2 separate regions of the Mus musculus genome follow, and region 2 is linked to region 1. The links are chromatin contacts, called in public ChIA-PET maps. All regions are on one chromosome and are shown on one strand. The core of a region is the stretch at or near the end of the contact, and the rest is flanking DNA. Distances in the headings are between cores, read along the strand shown.

The links. ChIA-PET counts read pairs in DNA pulled down with a chosen protein or histone mark.
Region 2: a contact with region 1 is called in an RNA polymerase II ChIA-PET map of memory CD8 T cells, with 127 read pairs. The contact joins two enhancer-like sites. A contact is called at or near these places in 1 of 39 promoter capture datasets (embryonic stem cells), 2 of 115 datasets of contacts at active chromatin or transcription factors (effector CD8 T cells and memory CD8 T cells) and 2 of 9 other capture datasets (adipose tissue and pancreatic islet).

The regions. Positions count from the first base shown.
Region 1 is chr8:122,700,794-122,707,170 of GRCm38.p6, reverse strand. No RefSeq gene overlaps it. Among named protein-coding and RNA genes, the nearest start is that of Gm10612, 6.1 kb to the right of the region's middle. Within about 2 kb of position 4,685, at least 78 of the 459 cell types and tissues checked have an H3K27ac peak or open chromatin away from gene starts, as enhancers often do. A contact at or near this core is called in effector CD8 T cells and memory CD8 T cells, where this site is marked.
Region 2 is chr8:122,909,438-122,915,966 of GRCm38.p6, reverse strand. Ankrd11 (ankyrin repeat domain 11) reads left to right here. Exons shown (of 13, transcript NM_001081379.2): 3 at 1-66. Gm39273 (a long non-coding RNA gene) reads right to left here. Exons shown (of 4, transcript XR_003947488.1): 3 at 1,309-6,529. Among named protein-coding and RNA genes, the nearest start is that of Gm39272, 21 kb to the left of the region's middle. Within about 2 kb of position 3,611, at least 24 of the 459 cell types and tissues checked have an H3K27ac peak or open chromatin away from gene starts, as enhancers often do. A contact at or near this core is called in effector CD8 T cells and memory CD8 T cells, where this site is marked.

The DNA.
Region 1 (6,377 bases), core at 3,436-5,935:
TAGAAAGATCCCCACACCCTTGAATCTCTAAAATCCCAGAGGTCTGGCATTGGGTTAGCCCACTGGAGTTCCCAGGAGAACCAGTGCCTCAGAGACCTTACATGAGTGTCTCCCCGCACTAAGCATGCTCGACCAAACATACACAGAGAAAGCAGAGTGCTGCAGGAAGCAGGGGACACAGAGAGGGTCCATGGCTGAGAAGAGTCCTGACTGTCCTGCAACGCTAACATCCCTGCCTGTTGGGGAATGGAGGGTTGTGGGATGAGAAGGGTCAGCTCCTTTCTCTCTCCTCTCTTCTGTCCCCTCACCCATCCTCCCTCCTCCTAATCAGGTCACCAGGGGCCAAGTCTCATGTCCCCAAGTTCAGTACTCTAGCCTAGTGTTTTGAGTTCAGGTGGCCTCAGGAAAGTCCCTACCTGCCATGCACAAAGACCCAGAATAATGGGCACATCTGTGTCCCTCCATGGTGTGGCCACTAACTCTGAAGGATGTCTGAGCTTGATATAGGACAGATGTAGGCTCTGTTGCCTCAGACCGGCCTGCTTGAGAGAAGCCAAGGACAGGTGACAAGGTCAAGCCCAAATCAACCTATCCACAGAGACTGTGACTTCTAACCGAAGATTGGTACCTGTCCATCTGAACTGTCTTGACTGCAGCTGTTCACAGCATGCATACATTGGTTTCCCCCCTTCCTGCCCCGAAGACAGCTCAGCACTAGAGCATCCCTGACATCCAGGAGTGTCTCCGACATTGTTTCCAGGGATTCAGTGTTGGCTCGGGTCTCCCAGCCTCCATTGTTCCACAACAGTCTCCCCTGCGGCAGCTGCCAACACATCCCCACCCTACTCCTGGAGGAAAAGAAAAATCTCAACAAAAGCTGGTGAGCCAATGCCAGATGAGACAGATGGGCCACCCTGTGTCACTGCAGTAGAATAGGTAGACAGAGCAATTGACCACTCGGAATGAAGTTCTCAGAAGAACAAAGGGTTCTGCTCGGGAAACCCTGCTTTCTGCTTGCTACTCGGTGCTCTGCCATCCCGAGGAAGCCAAGGATACAGGGGAAGCCAAGGAGGAAGGGAGGAGGCAGAGGGGGCTGGAGGAAGCTTGCAGAGGAGTTGCCGGGCAACCTCTGTTGGGCCTCTCCAGGTCAGGAACTGGGATTGCTTGTATGGAACTGGCGCTTCCCATGAAGAGCCAGGGGTTCTGAGGGCCTCATTTCTCTGCCGGGTTGGAAGCTTAGACTACAAAAGAATGCTCCCTTCACACTGAGGGCGAGTCTCCTTCTTGGCCTCTGCTGGCCTCACATGCCACGTGATCATCTCTCTCAGAGCCCCAGCAACCTAGGACAGGGTCACACCCTAGAGCCCATGGTCTCACAGAGGGTGTACCTTGACTGCTATAGGCTGCTTGCTCAAGGCTATGTCTTATTCCCTGACAGGCCCAGGGCAGCTAGGGAGAGCCCCTCAAAGAAAAGAAACAGCTTCTTAGGGGGCCAGGATGTGGATGCCAGGGTGGCCTCCTGGATCCACAGAGAGCATCATCTTCAGGACAGGTTTGTGATGGCGAACAACATACGTGTATTCAGTCCCTCTGGCACAAAGACCCTTGCTTTCGAGACTACCCAAACCCCAAGTCACCAATATCTACAGATATGGCAAGAGATACTCAGCAGCCACTCATAGAACACCACTGGACACAGAAGAATTTAAAAAAAAACAAAACCAAAAAAAAAAACAAAAGACTCAGCAGGCAGAGTGCTTGTCTATCATGGACAATGTCCTATAACTTAACCCCACAACTGCATAAACCTGCCACGATGGCCTAACCTAAGCGCTCAGGAAGTGGAAGCAGAAGGGCCAGAAGTTCAAGGCCAGTCTAGGATAGATAGATGAGAGTGTAAATACAAGGAAATAGGGAGAGGGGGAGGGGAGGGGAGAGGGAGAGGGGGAGGGGAAGGGGGAGGGGGAGAGAGATTGAGATTTGGTGTTGATTCTGACCGCAGAAAATTCTAAATGCAAACACCGTGATACAGCAGGTCTGTGGGGGGGTCTATAGGTGGAGGGGAGGCCATAGGGCTGTGAAGACTTCCCTAACACAGTGTGAGCTGTCCCAGCACCACCTGGGCCCAATTCCAGCTCTTTCCCCTCCAGATGGAGAGTGATGTTGCAGAGGTTTGAATAAGAATGGCTCCTATAGGTTCCTATAGTTGCATGTCAGGGAATGGAACTCTTTGAAAAGCTTAGAGTAGGAGTTGTGGCCTTGTTGGAGGAAGTGTGTCTCTGAGGGTGATGCACTTGAGAGTGCAGAAGCCATGCCAGGGCTAGGCTGTCTTTCTACAGGTCAGGATGTAGCTCCTCCCCACCATAACAGACTAAACCTGAAACCGTAAGCAAACCCCAACACAATGCTTTCATTTATAAGTCGCCTTGGTCATGGTGTCCCTTGACAGCAATGGGACAGTAGCTAAGACGGTGTGGCTGCCTTTGGCCCTCATGTCTCCTAAGGAGAAGGAACTAGGTCATAAGAGGCTGGGGAACCAAGCAGCCTTCCAAGAGGAACATCAGGCATGAGGTAGCATCAGAGAGCAAGTGTCCTACAGATCAGAGATGTCAGAAAAGACAGGTCCTGAGGTCCCTCTCTGTTACTTTCCCTATGCATTCCCGAAGGTCCATCCCTTGGCCCTCAGCCCCCAAGGGCTCATGGGAACAGACTCAAGTGCCCCAGGGTGTCTGCCTCTGCAGGTTTCCTGACAAATGTCCATTGCCAACCATACTGTGGGGGACCTACACCTCCCTTCTGGCCCTTTGTCTTCACCCCTCCACAGTATATGGAACCTATATGAACATGTCGGGTAAGACAGGGTTCAAGCCTTGTGTAGCACTTGGGATGCAGGAGCAGTGGATGTTCAGGGAACAGATCCATGGGCTGAGACCCAGGGGTTCAGAGAGTCGCTGCTCTGGAGACTACCGCTGGAATCTGTGTGTGCTAACGAAAAAGCTTAAGTTGAAGAGAAAAAACGAAAGTAATTTGCAGCCTAGGAAAGGCAACCCTCTACCACCATATCCACTAGGATGAAGCCCAAGCTCTGAAGTTAAGCAAAAGACAACAGCAGCAGGCAGAGTCCAGAGTGAGACCTTCATGAGACCAGACACTCAGCAAGGAGGAACCAGAGAGCATCCAGTAGCCCATGGAGGCACTGGTGTTTGGAAACAGTGCCGACTGGGCCTTCAAGGGGGTGGGGGGCGTGTGATTTAAAATTTTCTATTATATTTTACTCTCTCTCTTTCTGTGTGTGTGTGTGAGAGAGAGAGAGAGAGTGAGTAAGTGTGTGTCTATATGTGAGTGTGTAAGTGTGTGTGTCTATGTGTGTGTTTGTGTGTAAGTATGTGTGTCTGTGTGTGAGTGTTTGAGTGTGTGAATATGTGTATGTGTGTGTTTATGTCAGTGCATTTGTCTGTGCATGTGTCTTTGTGTATAAGTGTGTATGTGTGTATGTGTGTGTTTCTATGTGTGTATATATGAGAGTGTGTGTGTATATATATGTGTGTGTATGTGTATGTCTATGCATTTGTCCATGCATGTGTCTCTGTATATGTGTGTATGTGCGTGTGTCTCTGTGTATATATGTGGGTATGTGTGTATGTGTGTGTGTGTGTGTGTGTGTGTGTGTGTGTGTGTAGGTCAGAGAATAGAAAAGTACAGAGAGTTGGTTCTCCCCTTCCACTTTCTCTCAGGTTTTCAAGCTTGGTGGCAAGTGCCTTTACCCACTGACCAATTTCACCAGTCCTACCTGATGTTTAAGATTACAGATAATAGCCAGACATGGTAGTGCGTGCCTGTACTTCCAACATTCAGGAAATAGAGGCAAAAAAAATCAGGGGTTCAAGACCAGTCATAGTTACATAGTTAGTTGGAGGTCAGCCTGGGCTACTTGAGCCCTTGTCTTAAATTAAAAAAAAAAAAAAAAAGTTTAGTGAAAGCCCGTGGTCGAGCCCCACAGCCTCTAAACTGGACCGTGATCTGCACGTGCACAGAAAAATGTTACTAGAAACTTCATTTTTAAAAAGCAATGCAAATTTGTTTTCCTCGCAGATACAAGTTAAGTTCCCTTCCATTCTGTTCTGAGGTTACTTCAATGGCAGCACTAGTTTACACAGAGGGTCCAGTTTCAGGAGGAAACCTGGCTAGCCACACCAGTGACTCATCAGATCCAAAAGCTTTGACTCCAAGCGTCTCCCAAATCCTTCCAGGTGCCTAAAACACCCGTCACTCTCTCAGCCAGGCCTACCAGGATCTCCATGACCACGACACACCTGCAAACAGCCCACCGACTGGAGGAAGGGCGGCACCCTTGGTGTGACTGTGAAGGCGGGGTTGGAGGCCCCAAGGGAAGCTGACCAGCAGGCACCAGGTTCTGTGGCTGCCTGCTGCAACAGAGTATTCAGAATGCTACCAGTACACTGTCCAGGCCTATTTAGAGCTCCCTTTAAAGCGCCCTTCAACACCAAAGAAAGATAGATGGAGTGAGAAATTACGAAGGAAACAGTGCTCACGCCTAAGGGAGATTTTCTCATCTCTGCCTGTTTCTGCCTCTGTGGTTCAGGCACCTGCTGCCCCGGGCCAGCTGCACTTCTGGCTTCCCAGACCCAAAGGAAGTGAAATTAAAAGAGATTGCTGAGGAGAGCAACTCCCCAAGAAGGGTGAGCCTCCAGCCCCAACCTCACAGTCATAAAGAAACCAGGGGCTGCCCTCCACACTGGCCCCTTAAAGAGAAAGTGGCTTCAGAAGGGGCTTCCCCACCAATAAGCAGGCAGCACCCAGGCTCTCAGGATGCCTGCTTCTGTGGGTCATTGCATTGTGTGCTGGGTCATATACAGGCTGGACTCTCCCTTGGGACACCTTGGTTTCCTGCGGCTGAGGGACCCGGGCTTGATGTAACAGTGGCCAAGGTAGATAGGACTTTGTGCCTGACAGTTTGGGTCATAGATGCCTACAGATTCACCAATCTGGGTTAAGCCTGGCTGAAAAAATGCCAGCCCTTTTTCAGCTGCTGGGTGACCTTGCTGAGCCTCCAGGTGATGCACTGGTGGCAGTGATGTGCTGGTGGTGGCAACGCTGACACTTGTGCCTCACTAGAGGCTGAGTGGGTTCTCCGAGGTCACAGGCAGGCCTCGCACATCCAGGTGTTCAGCAGATGCGCTTCCTGTGTGGTTTGCTGAATTTATTTCTGTTCTCAGAAGCACCTTAAGGGGCAGCCGTAGAGTTTTCCAGAGATGTAAGCAAGCCCCTAAAACATTGGGTCCCAATTCCAACCCTCACAAGGGGTTAATTCCAGCCTAGGGACCCAAAAGCAGGCTTGTCCTCTCCAGATGTACATCTGATGATCACAGTCCCCGTCCCGGATTTCCACGTGTCACCCAGCCATGCGCTGTGTCACCTGCTCTCTGGTTCTGAGTTTGCTCAGCCCCACCCTGTACTGGGCAGGGTTGGTGGCCAGCACTGGACAGGCTCACCTGTCACCCAGTGTATGGCTCCTGCTACCCACCCTAACTAGACAAACCTCACTTGGGACCAAGAAGCAGAAGTTGGTGGCCTGCCGCTCAGCTCACAAGGAGCTGCACAGGTCACTGTTCTCCCCCCTCCCCCCAATCTGGAGCGGCTGGGACTTACGGCCCTCCTTGATGGGTTTAGAGACTAGAGACATCAACCTGCAGACCCTATCCTTTCTGTATAAAGTGGATTGCTATGAGACTTGTGTAGCCTCTTCTTTTCATCTGTCTGTCTGTCCACCCATCCATCCATGATGCATCTGTTCATCTACCTACCCAGCACTCATAGAGTCTCACAACCTAGAAGAGGAGACAGTGTAAGCTGAGTGCCTCCTTGCCTCCAGTCTCCATAGCCTCTGAATTCCTATTCTCAGCTTTCTGGTTAGACAGCAGATTCCTAAAGGCCTGGAAGGAAGGCTGCCCCAACCTGGAATCACTCAGCCACATCATTAGAGAACTTTGATGGACAGCTGTCTCCTGCAGTTTCCAAAAGACAGAAGCAAGGCCATCTTGATGTCTGGCCACCCTGGCATGGGAAGAGTGTGAGGGAACAGGAGGGAGCCCCCAATCCCTGGCATAAAGCTGGGTGCAGACTGCAGACGGCCATGGTTTCTGCAGGGAACCGCGGCCCCTCAAGCTCTCTGCAGCCACTTCCTTCCCCACTCCTTCCTTATCTATCGGACCACCCAGCGCAGAAAGCCACAACCAACGTCTACTTCCCCACAAACACCAACTGCCCTCCTGGGGGCATAGGGAGCGGATGATCACCCCCAGGTGCTGGGGCAGTCCCCCACTTGTGAGCAACTTTCTTCTCTTTCAAACCCCACC
Region 2 (6,529 bases), core at 2,362-4,861, 210 kb before region 1:
AAAACACCACAGCAAGAAGACTTTGCTCTCAGCAACGACATGGTGGAGAAACAAACTGGGAAAAAGGTAACCTGGCTTGCCCTAACCTCCCCTGCCTCTCCTGGGTCATTAAGATCCAGGGTAAGAACTGAAGACAGTGCTCACACCTTGTACTTCCAGAGCCGGATCATTATTCTGACCTTGGCTGGCTCCGTGAGGCCTTTGCTACCAGGAGTGTCCAGTTCGCTTGTGATTGGGTTTGCAAGGATCCATTCATTCACTGAACAGGCCCTACTTAATTAAGTTTGTCATAGACAAGCCTCCAGCAGACTTGTATATAGAATTCACCCTCCTGTGCCCTCAGAACCCTAAGATACAGTGTCATGTGTTCAATGAAAGACGGTTAACTATGTGTCACAGTTATACTGACTGTAAAATAGTCTTAGACGTTTGCTTTCAAATGTTGTTAATTCAAAACAATAATAGATTTGGGTGGTGGTGGCAAAGCAGAATAAAAGAATAATAAGATTATACAATGTAACTCTAAGTTGCCAGAGTCAGTCAGTGCTGTTGACATCAGATTCTGGGGTACATACTTCCTGGCGTAAAGGAAAGACTCCAAAATCAAGAAGTTAGAACTGGACAGATCAGAGTAAGGCTTTGCCTTAAAATATATGTTTAGTTGCTTGTTTATGTTTGCGTGACTATGTCCAAGCCCATGAGTTGTCCTGGGACTGGGTTTCTTGCTGTGGTACGACAGCATCTGAGCCAGTGAGATGAAGTCTGACACACTCTCAGAACTGATCTCATGTTTGTTTGTTTTTGTTGTTTTGTTTGGTTTTGGTTTTTTCAAGACAGGGTTTCTCTGTGTAGCCCTGGTTGTCCTGGAACTCACTCTGTAGACCAGGCTGGCCTTGAACTCAGAAATCCGCTTGCCTCTGCCTTCTGAGTGCTGGGATTAAAGGTGTGCGCCACCATGCCCGGCTTGACCTCATGTTTTTATAAGGTGATTTTCCTCAAGTTTTATTGCTGTCATTTCTGGTCCGCCCTCCTGATTGTCTTGGCACCTTGGCTGTGTCTGTGAGAGGGTCCCAGCTCTGGCTTGCTGTAAGTGAGCCTTCATTTTGATTCTTTCTGCATGTTGCTAATACTCCCCCTGTAATCACTAGCAAGTGCTGTGGTATACAGGCAGACACTGCAGAGTCACATGATCTGCTCATTCGGTTCACTGTGAAGTGGTTTGTGAACATGACATATGTAGCTGCTGTTTAAAAAGAACAGATAAAGGGGCCTCTGGGACCCTTGAGTATCCATGTAGCATGAACTTACTTTTGGGGACAGTTTCACACCGAATAGATGCAAAGGCATGGTTTTCAGGTATATTCATAGAAGTTTCCATGCAACAAAGTCAGATAGTTGTAGAGCAGGAACAAGGGGAAAGGCTGCACTGTCGTTTCCTAGACTTTTTAAAAAAGACTCTCACTAGGCTGGCTTCAGAAACATCACATACTGCTGAGTCTGTGGGCATTCAGGTCAGAGAAGCACCCTACTCCCACTGCCTTGTGTTGGAGCCTTGCTCAGACTCAGCCATTCCTGTCTTAGTGCAGCTCCTGCCTACTCTTCACCTCAGCTGTGTGACAGTGTGGAGCACCTTGCACTTAACTATCCAAGTCTCCCCCTCCCTTCCCTGAGTTTTCCTCACTGCCTTCTGAGTCTTCGGTTTATAGATGCTCTCCATCCTGGCTGACTGCTGCTCTTGTCTGTTAAAGAATTCTCCAGAGGGCTCCAACTCCCAGAGAGAGAGGGAGGGGTGGGGGATGGGAGAGAAGGTCCTGCCATTTGGCTACACTGACAAAGCTGAACAAGCTCTTCCCAGAATTAGTTCTTCAGTGTGGGTCCCAGAAGTTGTCATGAAAGAAGCGGTGCCTTTCAGGTGTATGTCACATGGCTTGACAGGAATGGGTAAAAGGGCAAGAAAGTCTTAAGTCGGGATCCAGGAGACAGGCTGGTCTCTAGAGAGTAGCAGGCTACAGTGAGCCATGATGAAAGCTCTAGAGGTTGGGTTATATCAGCCTCCTAGGAACATGGACATGTTTCAGGTTGGTTAGGGTTGTTGTTAACTCTGGAGAAGACATAAGTTGTAATGAGCTGAGTTATTCCTGAGACTACAGGACCTGGGCTATGTATGTGGGTGGTGTACATGAATTCGATTTAAGGTAGGGGTGTGTGTGTGTGTGTGTGTCCCAGCAAGGTACCCTGACTTGATTTGGGTTTGTTTGATTACTTGCTTAAATCTGGCCTTTTCTGGAGCTTGACAGGACCCGTGAAATTGCTGTGTGACGCTGCAGTGCTTGGCCGTGGTGGATCTTTCCTATCTTACCTGGTCACTCTGTAGAAAGCAGTCCAAGATGGAGTACGTAGGTGTCTATTCTTCAGGGACTACAGAGGATCCCAGGTGGCAATGTTGAGTAAAAGTTCATGAAGGAGGGCCTGCTAGTGACAGAACACTGACTGGCTCTGGCTATACAATGTGAACTTACTTCCTCACGTAAGGCACATGTTATCAAAAGCAACATAATTTTAAATTTTTTCTCCCAAATGAATCATACACTATGTGACATACTCTTCTGTCACATATCTTGCTACAGACCCATTAGTGACACAAGCTGACATGTAGAGAAGAAAGTGCCAAAAATGTCTGGAACATCTATATACTGCATACTGAGATAGCCTTAGTAGAGACCAGCAAATCTCCTACTCTTATGGTCATGCTCTGTCCACAGAGCTAGATGGCCGCTGTGTTATCCAAGGCCCCTCAGCAGGAAGTGAGATCTTTCGTCCAGTTCAGGCTCATTCTCATTCTCCTGTGACAGATGGCAATCTGTCTCAGCAGAAGCCTCTTCTGCACTTCTCAGAGGGTTTCTAGACCGCGGGCATCCCTCATGCAGACTGGTGAGCAGGAGGTGGCTCTAAGGGTGGGCACCTGCCTCTGTCTAATTAGGTCCCTCAAGGAAGGATAGCACATCCCCTAATTTGCAAACTATGTGTACCCTGTGTGCCATAATACCTATTGGCTCTTTACAGTACCAGAGCATCCAATGTTTCTCCAGGACAAACACAAATTCACCCCTTAACTGAATCTGATGGCTGCTCCCTGGGGTTGAAGCCTACCTTAAGAGGCGGCTGCGCGAGTGCCACCAACAGGGCAATAGCTTACAGTCAGGCTGTTGGGTCCTGTGATTTTTTTTTTTTTCCGGGAGTGTTCTTGAGGTCTGTGTATGAAATGTAGACTACCCCTGACAGACAGGAGGTACAGGAGGCTGTGGCCAAGAGCAGGATGCTAGAAAGATTGATATGGAGCCTGATTCACTCTCCCCCATCCTTAGCTGGGTGTCGCCTTAACTCAGGACACCACACAGGAGTTAGTGATGGCAGTGGCAGAGAGGCTGATGTCTACTTTGTGAGTATTGTCCTCTGGGCTTTCTGTTCTTTCCTTCCCTTTGCTATAGCAGGAGAGAAGAGTCTAGCATGGCTGTGCAGGGTTTCTCTCACAGAACTGTTGCTGGGGCTGCCAAGGGTAGCAAACCACTGAAACCTCGATGGCTTCTCCAGTGTGCAGCTCCTACCCCCATTCACAAAAGTCAGCGCCTGAAGCACCCCCTCTGACACTTGCTGCTCATCAGCATTCTTAGCTTCACAGCTCCTTGGGTGTTACCATTTCCTGTTCAGTCCCCATTTCTCCAACAGTAACACACGTCATGACTATAAAACAGAGCATTCTTGAGCATAGAGGATCCTCAAACACAAGTTCCCCAGTTGGCCTTCATTCCCTATATTCAACTTCCTGATTTTAATAATGTAATATTTGATTTAATGTTTAATAATGTAATATTACATTGATTTTAATAATAAGTATATAAAATATTCCTACTACCTAGAAAATGGCTACGTAAGACCTTCCTGGTGGGCTGAATCCCACAGTGCCACTGTGGCTCCCGTTGAGGTTGCTCTAGTTTCCTTCTAACTATTGTGGAACTTTTTTTACATTAGTTTATTATTATTAATTTGCGCGCACAAGTGTGTGTGGAAGCCAGAAAAACTGTTAACATGTCTGTCTCTTGCGTTCCAATTTATTTTGACCAATTGATTGATTGAAGACAGGACTCACACGTGTTCTTTCTCAAGCATGTGGAAGTCTTTGATTGGGGGAGGTTCCCATGGACATGCTTCCTCAGCTATGTCAGAGGGCAGTTTGTGGGCAGAAGATCTCTCCTACCACATGGGTCCCGGGACCATTGGGTTTGTCAGCAGACACTTGTGTGCAGTGAGACATCTCATCTGAAGCTTCATTTTTCGAAACATGGTCTCTTACTGAACCTGGAACTCACCAATTTGTCTGGCCAGCAAGCTTCTTATATGTAGGGATTATAAATTAATACTGCTACTCCTGGCTTTTTATATAGGTGCTGGAGATCTGAACACATGATTCTGCAACAAACGAAACCATTTCCCCCAGCCATAGTCACATGCAAGGTCACAGAACTTTTGCTTATATTTTTCCCCTAAGTTTATGACATCAGTTGACATAGCAAAGACTTTTGACCAAATTTAACATTTATTACAATTTATTCAACAAAAATTCCTGTGTGCCATCATTTAATAATGAGGGCTGAATTCTATATAAGGTTGGATACAAAGCAGCAGAAGGACACCAAAGTCCCCACCTCTGGCAGTTTTATGCAGGCGTTGGCTAGCACAGTAGCAAAATAAAAGCCACAAGAGATTGGAAAGGGCAGAATAAACTTTACTCCAGGATATCAACAGTTGCACAAAAGCTACAAGAATTAATGGTTCGGGCAAGGTGTCAAATGTAAATAAAATTTACTTCTAAATGTAATTAATGAAAAATCAGGGATTTTTCAGATTGAAATTTAAAATATATAGCTGGGTGTGATGATTACAAACATCTGTAATCCCACCTCTGGTAGGATTCAGGATCAGGCAGTGCTACAGTAAGACCATTTCTCAAACAAAAACATCTCCAGGGAATTCACCTTTCTCTTAAGGCCTCTGAGAGCACCTGCATATTAAAGCCACACATTCACACACGCACACATGCATACACTCAGAGGCAGAGGCACACTTGACTGTATGCATACACACAGAACTAAAAATAAAATAATTTTGTCAGGCTTGGAGACACACTCAAAAGGAAGGGGTAGACAGATCTCAACAAGTCATTTGTTAAAGGATGTGAAAATTCCTGAGCAATTAGGAAGACCTAAATAACTGCATCCATCAGGAAATTGTCTTTAGGTATATATAAATTTGACATACTGCCACTGAAATCCTTACAGGTCTTTGGTAAGAACTGATCCTTGAGCTTACATGAACACTCAAGGAACCTGTTGTAACTCAGGTTGCTTTGCAACTGGAGAAGTTATGTGCTCTCTGATTGGAATATTTACTATAAAGATGAGGTGGGGACAGGAGTGTGGCACATTGAGTCTCCAAGGAAGGCGCCAGGATGGTTTATCTTGGAGAGGGTGAGCTGCTTGGTTCATACGTCTGGGTTGCTGGTGTCTAGTAGAGTTGTTTGCCCTTACAGAGTCCCTGGTGGATGGGAGTTGCAGCTTTGTTTCTCCTCTCTGCTCTCTGTAGATCATGAGTTAAGGCAAGCTTTGCTCTGTGTACCATGTACGCACAGGTGCATGGGGCCAGGACTGCCTTAGGTACCATGGCGTTTCCACCTTGACCATCTTTATGGCATGTGTTGATTAAGCTTGGCTTAACTTAATGCTCAAGGTATTCTAATTTACGAAGTGGTCATTCTGTAGCGTTTACAGTTGGTCTCACTTCAGTTATCATTTTACAGTGGAGAGAGCTTGAACCATGCTGTCTTTTCCCAGTTGCAGAACAAAGTTTTGTGTCCACATTCACTTTCAAGAACATCTTTGTATTGGGGGTGGAAGAATGGCAGTCAAGACAGGGTTTCTTTGTCCTGAACAGTCCTGACTGCCCCGGAACTCAGTTTTGTAGTCCAGGCCGGCCTTGAACTCAGAGATCTGCTTGTTTGTGCCTCCTAAGCACTGGGATTAAAGGCAGGCACACACCACGGCCTGCTTAAGCACTCATACAGTTCTGTGTTGAACTCTAATGTGTTCTAGATAAAGAGGTTGGTGTGCTCCTCTCCCCCCATCTGGTTTTGTTTGCATGGAGGCATCAATGTCACTTTCAGAGGATCACCATGGCCACCTGCTGCTAGCACACTCCTCAGCTGAACAAAGCACTGGGCCTTCGTACGCTATTTTAGCCAAACTACACGCTGTGCTTAGTTACCTAGGCAAGGAGCTGCGAGGTTTGTTTTTTGGTTTTTTTGTTTTTTTTGTTTTTTTTTTTTGTTTTTTGGTTTTTGTTTTTCGAGACAGGGTTTTTCTCTGTGTAGCCCTGGCTGTACTGGAACTCACTTTGTAGACCAGGCTGGCCTAGAACTCAGAAATCCACCTGCCTCTGCCTCCCGAGTGCTGGGACTAAAGGCATGTGCCACCAC